Regions from separate parts of the Triticum aestivum genome. Here region 1 is linked to region 2. Evidence: chromatin contacts called from public Hi-C data. All regions are on one chromosome and are shown on one strand. Each heading gives the region's core, a stretch centred on a gene start, on an enhancer-like site or on the middle of the called end of the contact. The rest is flanking DNA. Distances are from core to core; before and after follow the strand shown.

Region 1 (5,526 bases), core at 201-2,700, 88 kb before region 2:
AGGTGTGCTCTAGCTTATGTGATTGTGTCAGCAGTTTTTGTGTAACAATCCATAGGTGAACTTTGTGGCGTCATGTGAAGATTTGAAACCTTCAAACCTCGGAGATCAGTTACGTACGTAGTTGTAGATTGAAGTACAGTAGGAATGAGAAATGTTGTATGTTGGCTGTATGGGAGCACTTGTAAATATGCAGTACTATGATTAAAAGTAGAACGGTGCGGTTTCTGGAGCTGTGACGTTTTCGTGCCTCCTGGGCTCTATGTAGCCTGTTGTTTTCAAATAAATTATGAATGTCGCATTTAGAAGTTACAAAAAGGTTCTGATTTTTTTTTCTGCATATACATACATATCTGTAAAATTTTAAGAAAATAATGTTAATTTGTAGCCCACAAGAAGAAAGAATTATTATTAATAAAACTGTGCATACATACTATTAGTTCGCATCTAACTGTACAGGCTCTATAATTGTTTTTGAAACAGAGGCAAATGGCGTGCCTCATTCATTACTCAAGGAGTTTAGAGTGCATGCAGGTTCTATAAAAGGCATTTGTGAAGTTTCTGTCAACTCAGAATTTTCCTGATAATTCTTGAGTTGTTCTTCACTTGTTCCAAACAGCCCATGTTTTCTCAAGAAAAAAAAATGCCTCATGTTCTAGCATTCCCGCCTTCTCATTTTTGCCTGTATCTCGGTGAAGTGATGAACCCTTACGCATCCCCGTCGATGGAGGGGGCCAAGGTGGTGGACGACCGCATAGGGCCCCCAAAAATTTGAGGCCCCCAGATTACCAGGTTTAGTATACTGATTGTACGTATTAATCCACCTGCTAACCAAGCCCGTATAGAGGCCCTGTTTGGATACTCTAACTACGTTAGAGGTTAGAGTTATATTTTAACCCTAAACTAATCCTAAACTAACTCTAACCAAAAAGATGTTTGGATGGTTGAGTTAGATTGACAATAAATATTCTTTCTCAATCATTTGACTACTTTGGACCCTATTTGAATGCGAGAGGTAATTTTTTTTACTATTTTTTTAGTAGGCCCAGAAGAACTAACCCAGATAAGCTCCTCTAGTGTGGGCTAGTTTTTTTGGTGAATTAGATCCAACTAATCCAAACTAACCCATCATGTTTGGATATTTTTGGGTTATTTAAGCCCCAACTAACTAAAACTAACTCTAACCTAGAAATCCAAACAGGCCAGAGACCCACTCAGCAGCAAAGCCAGCCCATGAGGCCTCCTTCTACATGTATCGATCAGGCATGTTCCGTCATCGATCGCTAAACCTAAACACAACACGCCACCGGTTCGCTTCTGCCAATCGCCCAGGACGGCGCGGTCTGCTGGCTGCCTTTCGCCGATCGGCGATCCCAGAACCTCGACGCCACCTCCAATCCTCCACTACTAGTGTACTAAGTATCACTGTCTCGTCTACTAATTTCGTCTCTGTCTTCTATTACTAGTATTCGATTAAGTTTGATCTCCCCGATGCTAAGTTAGGAGTAGCAGAGTAGGTCAATACTATTATTTGTCCATGGGGCTAGATATTGGTATTCCGGCTGGCGCTAAGTTAGGTTGGCAGGGACGGAATTAGGACCAGATTGAGTTTGTCCACGGAATCTTTGTCATGAATTTATTTGTTAATGAAGATAGGTTAGGAATAGTAGGAAATTAAATTTGTTCCCGCTCGGTGATAATAAAATGGGAATACAATTTATTTATATTAGTTCTTCTGTCATATAAAATATTTTTGAAATTTTAGCCCTAGTTTGATTTTCGTCCCGGGGCCCTGAATTTCTGGACACGGCCCTGCCCTTACGCACCGGCCCAGCAGGTACGTAAGGAAAGGCATCCATACACTATGCATTGAGCATCCGCAACGACCACGTGACAAATGTGATAAACAATTTCAAACTAATCCAAAGAAAAAAGGGGTGTGGCTGCTGGCTGCTGGGCTTTGCACATAGGGACATTGCACGAGCTATATCCTTTGGCAAAATCAACCTGATCGTCGAGCATGACGTGACGAAGGGAGCCACTAGCTTAGGTGCTCCCGTGCGACCTCAGCCATTGGATCTCAAATCCAACAGCTCCTGTAAGATGATGAACATTTTTGCAAAAAAACCCTCATAGAATCTGAAAAATGCGCACAAGTACAACAACTACAGCAGCTTCTCATACGCCGTTGGATCTGAGATCCGATGGCCCAAAAGCCCGTATCATGGGAGCATCTAAGCTCCGGTATCATAGGATACTCTCCCACTAGTTAACGAGCGCTCTTTCGGGAGCCTCGCAACGATCAGCGCCACTTCGCGTGCTCTCAGCCATTCGTCACGCGTCGCGTTTTGGGTGCTTCCTCCGGATTTTGTTTTTTCATGCGTTTTTGGCTATTTAAACGGGTTTTTCCGGATTTTTTCGACGTTTTGGTTTTTCATCGGTCTTCCTTAGCTTTTGGACAAAAAAATCGATTTTTTGCGCGAAAAGACGCGTTTTCTTTTTCTTTCGTGAGAGTCACGAAAAAAACACGTTTTCTGTTTTTTTTTCCTTCCTTGAGAGCACGGTTGTGCTTTCGCGAGAGTCACGGCCGTGCCTTTCGGAAACGGAAAAAAAACTCTTTTTTGTTTTTTTTCTTTCGCGAGAGTCACGGTTTTGTTTCCGCGAGAGGCACGGTTGTGCTTTTGCGAGAGTCACAGCCGTGCCTCACGGAAACAAAAAAAACGTGTTTTTTAATTTTTTTTCTTTCGTGAGAGTCACGGTTTTGCTACCGCGAGAGGCACAGGGTGTGCTTTCGTTGGAGTCACGGCCATGCCTCCTCAGAAACGAAAAAAAAACAATTTTTCTTTTCTTTTTTTCCTTCCGCGAGAGTCACGGTTTTGCTTCCGCGAGAGGCACGGGCGTGCCTCTTTCGGAAAGGGAAAAACCCGTGCTCCTGGTTCGGTTCTTCTGTCCGGTTTTTTCGTAAAAAAAGTTCGTCAAAACCTATCAACACGAGATCTAGTTATAAAGATCTCGATGCGAGGAATCCAACGGTGAAAGCGGTTTGAGATTTAGACGCATAGTATGAGTGATAAAACATTTTGAATAAACGGATCTACGACAAAAGGGAAAACTCACAGGTTGTGACAAGTGACGCGCTGCATATACGCCACTTATCGCAACCTGGGGAGTTGGAGTGATCTTTCAACGAGTACTCCTCGACTAGTGATTTCGCGCATTCGGTGCTCGAGTTTCCGAGATTTCCTTGCTGATATTTTTTTTGAAAGCAAAACTGCTTGATTACTTAACGGTTTCTGGGCATATCACCCAGGATACAAACACCCACGTGGGCAGGGACATCAGACGACCACTCCAGATGGTGGTCACTCACACACGCACGGCCAATGCCGGCTAGTTCATGTGCTACAGAATTTGCGCTACGCCTACAAACAGAAATGGAAACTTTCAAAAACCACATCTTAAGGTGGTATTTCATGTCCTCGATCTGGGCTGCATACGGCGAGGAGTCCGCCTTACGAAAGTCGAGCGCCTCTGCCAGGAGCTGGGAATCAGTCTCGAGCTCAACCCTCACCAGTCCGAGGTCGGACGCCAGGCTGATCGCATGGGCCATAGCTACTGCTTCAGCTGCAAAAGCATCCCCAATGTTCGTCTCTCTGCTAGCCTGAGCACAAATCAGGTTACCCTCAGCAGTTCTCACAGCGGCACCCCAACCTACGTGATCTTGGCTCGGGATGAAGGAACCATCAACATTGATCTTGTACATAGTTTCCTTCGGTGGGCACCACCTATCCGGTTGCTTCTTATCCTGGACATGGGTAAATATTTGCAGGTACTCGATGACATTGCTGCGCATTCTTCGCGCCACCACACTCGCCTCCAAAGGTAGTTCTCCCTCCCTCTGTTTGTTCCGGTTAGACCACCATAGCCACCAGAAAGTAAGCACGTGCAAGCGCTTATTGACATCTAGGCCCCATAGGAAATCAAGCATTGCATGCATAGACGTGATCTCCTCGAGTTGCATCCTCTCCTTCTCCATGGCCAAGTCTCTCCACACACACCCTTCACTATTTTGCATTTTATGAAAAGGTGAGCTCCATCCTCGTCTGCCAGCCCGCAGAATAAACATTTGGTACTTTCAATATGAATTCCTTTTCGGGCAACATTCACCCGAAGAGCAAGTGACTCGTGCTTCAGTCTCCACGTGAACATTTGTATGTTCTTGGGGCAGGGTAGTCGCCAAATCCGTTTCCATGAATCGTCAGGTGTTCGATCAAGATTCCCAGGATTGTTGTCGCTTCCACCAACCCCGCTGTCACTCCGGGTTTTCTCAATCTCCATGTGAAGCTTGTACGCACTTTTGACCGAATGGATGCCCTTGGTGTCATACTGCCATGCCACAAAGTCTGGGACTCCATCCCGAAGAGGAATCTAAAGTATGTGCTTCACATCATCCGCCCAAAAAGTATCTCGCACAAGCTGTTCATCCCAGGCCCCAGTGAGTGGATTAATGAGATCGCTGACCCACTCCAAGATACTAGGACCACGCGGGGTGATGACACGTCTCGACTAGGCTCGAGGAATCCAGGGATCCGACCAAATACGGACGTGTGTGCCATCCTCAATCCGCCAGACGTAGCCCTCTCGAAACAAACTTAGCACATGCAGCACACTTCGCTAGGCATAGGAGATACCCTCCCTTGGGACCGCCTCAAAGATGTTTCCATTGGAAAAGTAGCGGGCCTGCAAAACCCTAGCACAGAGGGATTCCGGGTTTTGAATGAGTCTCCAAACTTGCCGGGGCAACATAGCTAGGTTAAAACCATGCATGTCACGGAACCCCAGCCCTTCGAGTGCTTTAGGTTTGATGAGCTTCTTCCAGCTGATCCGATGAGCAGCATGCTCCTTATCATATTGGCTCCACCAGTAGTTCCCAATCAGTGAACTAAGTTCCTCACAAAAAGATTTGGTCAAGTAGAAACATGACATAGCGAATGTGGGAATAGCTTGCGCAATAGTTGTAACCAACGTTTCTTTCCCGGATTTAGCAATGAGCTTCTCCTTCCAGCCATACACCCTCCCAGCCAACGCCCCCTTCACGAAGGCAAAGGCTTTCCTTCTGGATCTCCCAACATGAACAGGGAGACCAAGGTACTTTTCGTTCCAAGACTCACTTTGAATATGCAGTGCATTTTTCACCTTAGTTTTAATAACTTCACTAGTATTTGGGATAAACATGACAGCTGATTTCTCCAAGTTGATACACTGGCCAGAACAGCTCTCATACAGATCCAGGATCTTTCGCAACTCCCGGGCCTCCTCTTGCTGGGCTTTTAACAGCATGACCGAATCATCCGCAAAGAGAAGGTGCGACATGCTCGGAGCATTGTGACATATTTTTACCCCAGTAATTTTCCTTTCTTGCTCCGCCTCATGCAACAGTGCCGAGAGGCCTTCCGCACAAATAACAAACAAGTACGGCGAGTTTGGATCTCCTTGACGAAGCCCCCGCGAGGGTAAGAATTGCTCCGT
Region 2 (5,126 bases), core at 886-3,385:
CAGAAATTCAAGTTGTCCTGTTGTTCCAGAAAATCCTGTAATACACAGGTTCTTCAGATAACTATGTGGACACCATGGAAGGCTCTTGATAGGCTCCGAGACACAATGTGCGAATGCCAAAACACTAAACTGCAAAAGTTTGACAGAGGAAATATGCTCAAGCAGAGGCACGATTCATGGTTCGATAATCGATCAAGTTGTGCAAAGAGAAGGCTACGAGATAGGAGTATACTCACATGCATTTCTAACTTTTCAACAGAAGGAGCAGCCCTCAGAAAAGAGGCCAAAGATAGAATCTTGCCAGCTTCCCTATGACCAATTGACAGCTTCAAATGTAAATATTTCAACTGGGAAAATTTGCATGGATTTTCCATCAACAAAGGCATCTGAAAAATAGGTAGTGAATGGTCAAAAATAAGAGGGGGAGAAATGTGATAAAATATAAGTGTGAAACAACAGACCTTAAGTGTAAAATGAGCATGCAATGTCAGATCTTGAACACTTGGAAGCACTTTGGGAAGCACAGTCAAAGCATGCTCAACAGTTAACAGGGAATAGATATTAAGAAATGTATGCTTCAGTTTGGGAGTATGCCCAAGGTCAATAGGATACAGACGCCCATAGAACAAGAAAGTTTTGAGTTCCACTGCATGGAGTACTATCCTGGTTATCTTGCAGTGTGCAACACGCAGGTATCTCAGGTTTGACAACGGACGTGCTACCGTCAGTTCATCATTCAAATGGCATCTAACCATACTGAACCACTCAAGATTGATGCAATTTGACAGCATATCTTGAAGATCATTTCGAGTGACTTGTAGCAAGTGCAAATCAAGTGTTCTCAGATTAGGGAAACCACTGAATTGAGGGGGTAGTTCAAGACTTGCGAAGCTAAGTTGAAGATGACGAAGCCGAAATATGCTTCCATCGTCCAACAGCTCAACCGGAAATCTGTACTGATCAGTACGGCCCGGGGAGTTGGCTGGCACTAAATCAAGGGCAAGGCTCTCCATCCGTGATGAAACGGCAAAAGCAACCCACGTGTTGATATGACCCAGTACCCTGCTGTCAAACCCAAATTTGATCACGAGCTCTTCAACGACCATGCACTGATGCTTCTGCATGACTGCATTAACATTGTCAATGAATTTCTGAGTGTACTGTTCTCCCCCAAACACGCTGTCACTGCACACTGTGAAGCCATCAAATCTCAGTTTGGGGCAAACTCTCCACACGTCGTTCCATTTACTTGACAGAATGACGGTTCTTGCAGCTTCCTTCAGTGGCAATTTTGATAGAATCGTAGACAGCAGATCATCGGGAAGGTCTGCAAACTGAACCTTTGCTCTCGTTTTCTTAATGACTGGTCCGTGGTAGTAACGCCTCATTCTTTTTCTCGTGTGTGTTAGATCGCTGCCCATTTTGATTCTGCACACAAATGATGCCAGGTTAAGTATGAACAGATCGAGGAAACGAATATGGAAGGCCAGAACACATGTGAACTGCAGAACAGAGTGTTATTGTATTCTACTATCCCTCATGCCAGATAAAAACACCAGCTCTATTTCTAGCAAAACTATAAAACGAACATGTGAACTGCATAACAGAGTGTTGCTGTATTCAATACCATCTCTAGTTTCTAATATCCCTCATAACCAGATAGAACAGTCGGTCCATAAAGTTGTGTTTTTTTAGTGGAAGTTGTAAACTTTTCCTTGACAAACAAATAAACGAGCTCTATTTCTAGCAGAACTATAAAACGAAAGGTCACTTTTGTTAAATTTTACCACATTAACTATGATTTCGGGGATAGATCAGAGGATGGGTTTGGGTGTTTGTGGGGGCGAGAGGGTGCAGGGCGGATCTAGATGGCACCGGCACACTAAGACTGAAATTCGTGGGATTCAGTGGGGGCTGACAGTTAGCGCATCACTGGGTGACAAGAAAACTTACCACTGGCAAAGATTGGGGGCGCTGTTGAGACAGCAGCGGCGCGACGGCTGAACGGAACGGCGATGGGCGGCGACGCGGCAGATGAGTTTGGGGGCTGGGGTTGAGGCGTCCGCGGTGGCGCTACGCTAGCCTACGGCACGGAGGCAGCTCTAGGTCACGGAGGGTGGTACTCCCTCCGTTCCAAAATATAGCGCGTCCTCGGTTTCCGTGCTTCAACTTTGACCATTAATTTAATCAACAAGACCGACTGCGGCGGGCGAAAAAATTATACCAATGAATTCGTATTCAAAAAAAGTTTTTAATTATATAATTTTTGATCCCGCCGCAGTCGGTCTCGTGAGTTAAATTTATGGTCAAAGTTGAACCTCGAAAAGCATGGGCGCGCTATATTTTGGAACGGAGGGAGTATTTCAGAGCCTCGGTCCGATCCGGTCCTCACTGGAGGTCGGTCAGGGCTATAGGGAGGAGGAAAGGGTGGACTTCTTTTCTTTTTTTATTAATAACTGGAGAATCCGAAGATCCCGTTAGTCTTGATTAGCATCGAGGAGATGAACAGATCCCTATTTTTACTGTTAACTGTTTTTCATTTCATTTCTATAATTCCGGGGGAAAATTGAGAGCTTCACATTTGGTGAAATTATTTCATGAAGATATTTCCTCTCCAATTCTTGAACTAGGGAACGGAATCTTATTAGCCATTTATCATCTCGGCGAGCTATGTTAGGTCCATTAATCGTCAAAATCTCCAGGGCATGGGCACTTTCAACAACATGCACTAGAAATTCAAGTTGTGTTGTTGTTCCAGAAAATCCTGTAATATGCAGGTTCTTTAGATGATTATGTGGACACCTGGTAATGCTTTTAACAGGCTCTGAGACATGATGTGGGACACCAAAAACACGAAACTGCAAAAGTTTGAGGGAGAAAACATGGTAAGCATAGGCATAATTCATGGTTAACGAGTCAATCTACTTATAGCAAAGTGATGGTCGTTGTAGGAGATAGGAGTACTATGCTCACATTCATCCCTAACGTTTCAACGAAAGGAGCAGCCCTCAAAAGTGAGGCCAAAGACAGAATATTGTCAACTTCTTTGTCATCTAAAATCAACCACAAATCTAAACATTTTAAGTGGGAAAACTTGCAAGAGGTCTCCATCAACAAGGGCATCTGAAAAGTACATAATATAAATGGTCATTGCGAGAGAGAGAGAGAGAGAGAGAGAGAGAGAGAGAGAGAGAGAGAGAGAGAGAGAGAGAAAGAGAGAGAGAGAGAGAGAGAGAGAGAGAGAGAGAGAGAGAGAGAGAGAGAGAGAGACCAGAAAAACCAACTTGCATATTAAAGTGAAGTGTGAGACAGCAAACCTTGAGTGAAGCACGCAATGTCAGATCCTGAACACTTGGAAGCACTTTAGGAAGTATAGTCAAAGCATGTTCAAGAGTCACTGGGGTATAGAAATCAAGAAATGTGTGTTTCAAGTTTGGAGCATCCCCAAGGTCAACAGGATACAGACGCCCATAGAAAATGAAAGTTTTGAGTTTTGCCGCATTGAGTACTATCTTTGTTACCTTGCAGTGCACAACACGGAAGTATAATAACTTTGACAATGGACAAGCTACTGTCAGCTCATCATTCAGGTGACATCTAAACATACTAAACCACTCAAGATTAATGCAATTTGACAGCATATCTTGAAGATCCTTCCGGCTGACACATAACAAGTACAAGTCAAGTGTTCTCAGATTTGGAAAACCGCTGAATTGAGGGGGCAGTTCAAATGATGCAAAGCTAAGTTTTAGATGACGAAGCTGAAATATGCTTCCATTGTCTAAAAGCTCGAGCGGAAATCTGTACTGATCAGTACGACCGAAGTAATCGGTTGGTGCTATATCAAGGGCAAGGCTCTTCGTCCGCGATGATACAGCAAAAGCAACCCATGAATTTATATGATCTAGTATCCTGCAGTCAAACTCAAATTTGATCATGAGCTCTTCAACAACCATGCCCTGATGTTGTTGCATAACTGTATTCACGGTCTTAATGAATTTCTGAGTGTATTGTTGTTCGTAAAACACATTCTTAGACACTGTGAGAACATCAAATCTTAGTTTGGGGCATAACATCCACCTATCTTCCCATTTACTTGACAGAATGCCACTCCTTACAGCATCCTTTAGTGGCAACTTTGATAGAACCATAGATAGCATATCCTCAGGAAGGTCTGTAAACTGAACATTTGCTCTGGTTTTCTTAAAGACTTTTCCTTGGTAGGATTCATAGGAACCCATATGTCTTTTTCTTGTGCATGTTAGATCGTTGTCCATTTTAATTCTACATGAAAATGAAGCCAGGGTAAGTACAATTATATCAAGCAAATGAACCTGGAAGGCTGAAATGCAAGTACACTACACAACAAAAGGTTATCCCATTTCATCACATTTATAGCTTCTACTATCCCTCATAATTAGATAAGAACAACCACTCAATAAAGTTGTTGTATTTTCCTTGATAAATAGCCAACTGTGCTTCTAGCAAAAACTGTAAAATGGAACCATAGATCGGTACGATAAATAAGAGCATGGGTTTGTGTGGGCAAACATTTGATCTAGATCGTGTGCTCGTTGTGCACGACAAACCCGAAGTTCATTTGTGGAAATTCGGTAAGGTTTAGATCATGATGGGATGACAAGAACATTACCAATGGCAATGAATTGAGAAGGGTGAACTCTGGAGGTCCCTTGTTTACAAATGCACCATATGTAGTTAAATAAATATATATCGTTGGGGAAACTCTAGGTTTTGTAAAAGTTTAATAAATCTAGATCCTCTGATCCAGCTTGGTGGTTGGTCAAGACTCGGGAGCGGAATCAGAAAAGGAAGGTGGGAGGAGAATGGTGAATCATGGAGATCCCTTCTCGAGATCCATCTTGTGAATTTAAATAAATCTAGATCGTAAGAGCAAGTAGAGATTCCCTAATAAATCCAAATTATCTGATCAAGATTTGAGGTTGGCCAGGGAGATGAATCGGAAAAGGAGGTGAGAGGAGAAGGATGAACTGTGGAGATCCTATGTTCCCAATCCATCGTGTGCAGTTAAAAATCAAGATCGTTAGATAAATTCTAGATTCTCTAAAAGTTAGGCCTTTAAAATAGCTCCCCCTATCACTCATAAC

What was found. Hi-C and Micro-C count contacts between places; a contact is called where the count stands out from the background.
Region 1: a Hi-C map of leaf shows a contact between it and region 2, with 4 times the contacts expected there. The contact joins the enhancer-like site here to the promoter of LOC123150846 in region 2. A contact is called at or near these places in 4 of 5 Hi-C or Micro-C datasets (leaf, root and an unstated tissue).

What each region holds. Positions count from the first base shown.
Region 1 is chr7A:123,426,010-123,431,535 of IWGSC CS RefSeq v2.1, reverse strand. It overlaps LOC123151067 (protein FIP1), which reads left to right. Exons shown (of 14, transcript XM_044570850.1): 14 at 1-232. The coding sequence ends at 13. Among protein-coding and RNA genes, the nearest start is that of LOC123151067, 18 kb to the left of the region's middle. Within about 2 kb of position 1,450, at least 1 of the 8 cell types and tissues checked has an H3K27ac peak or open chromatin away from gene starts, as enhancers often do.
Region 2 is chr7A:123,338,712-123,343,837 of IWGSC CS RefSeq v2.1, reverse strand. LOC123150846 (putative FBD-associated F-box protein At5g56690) reads right to left here and starts at 2,135. Exons shown (of 4, transcript XM_044570663.1): 1 at 1,954-2,135; 2 at 462-1,428; 3 at 237-386; 4 at 1-129. The coding sequence starts at 1,421.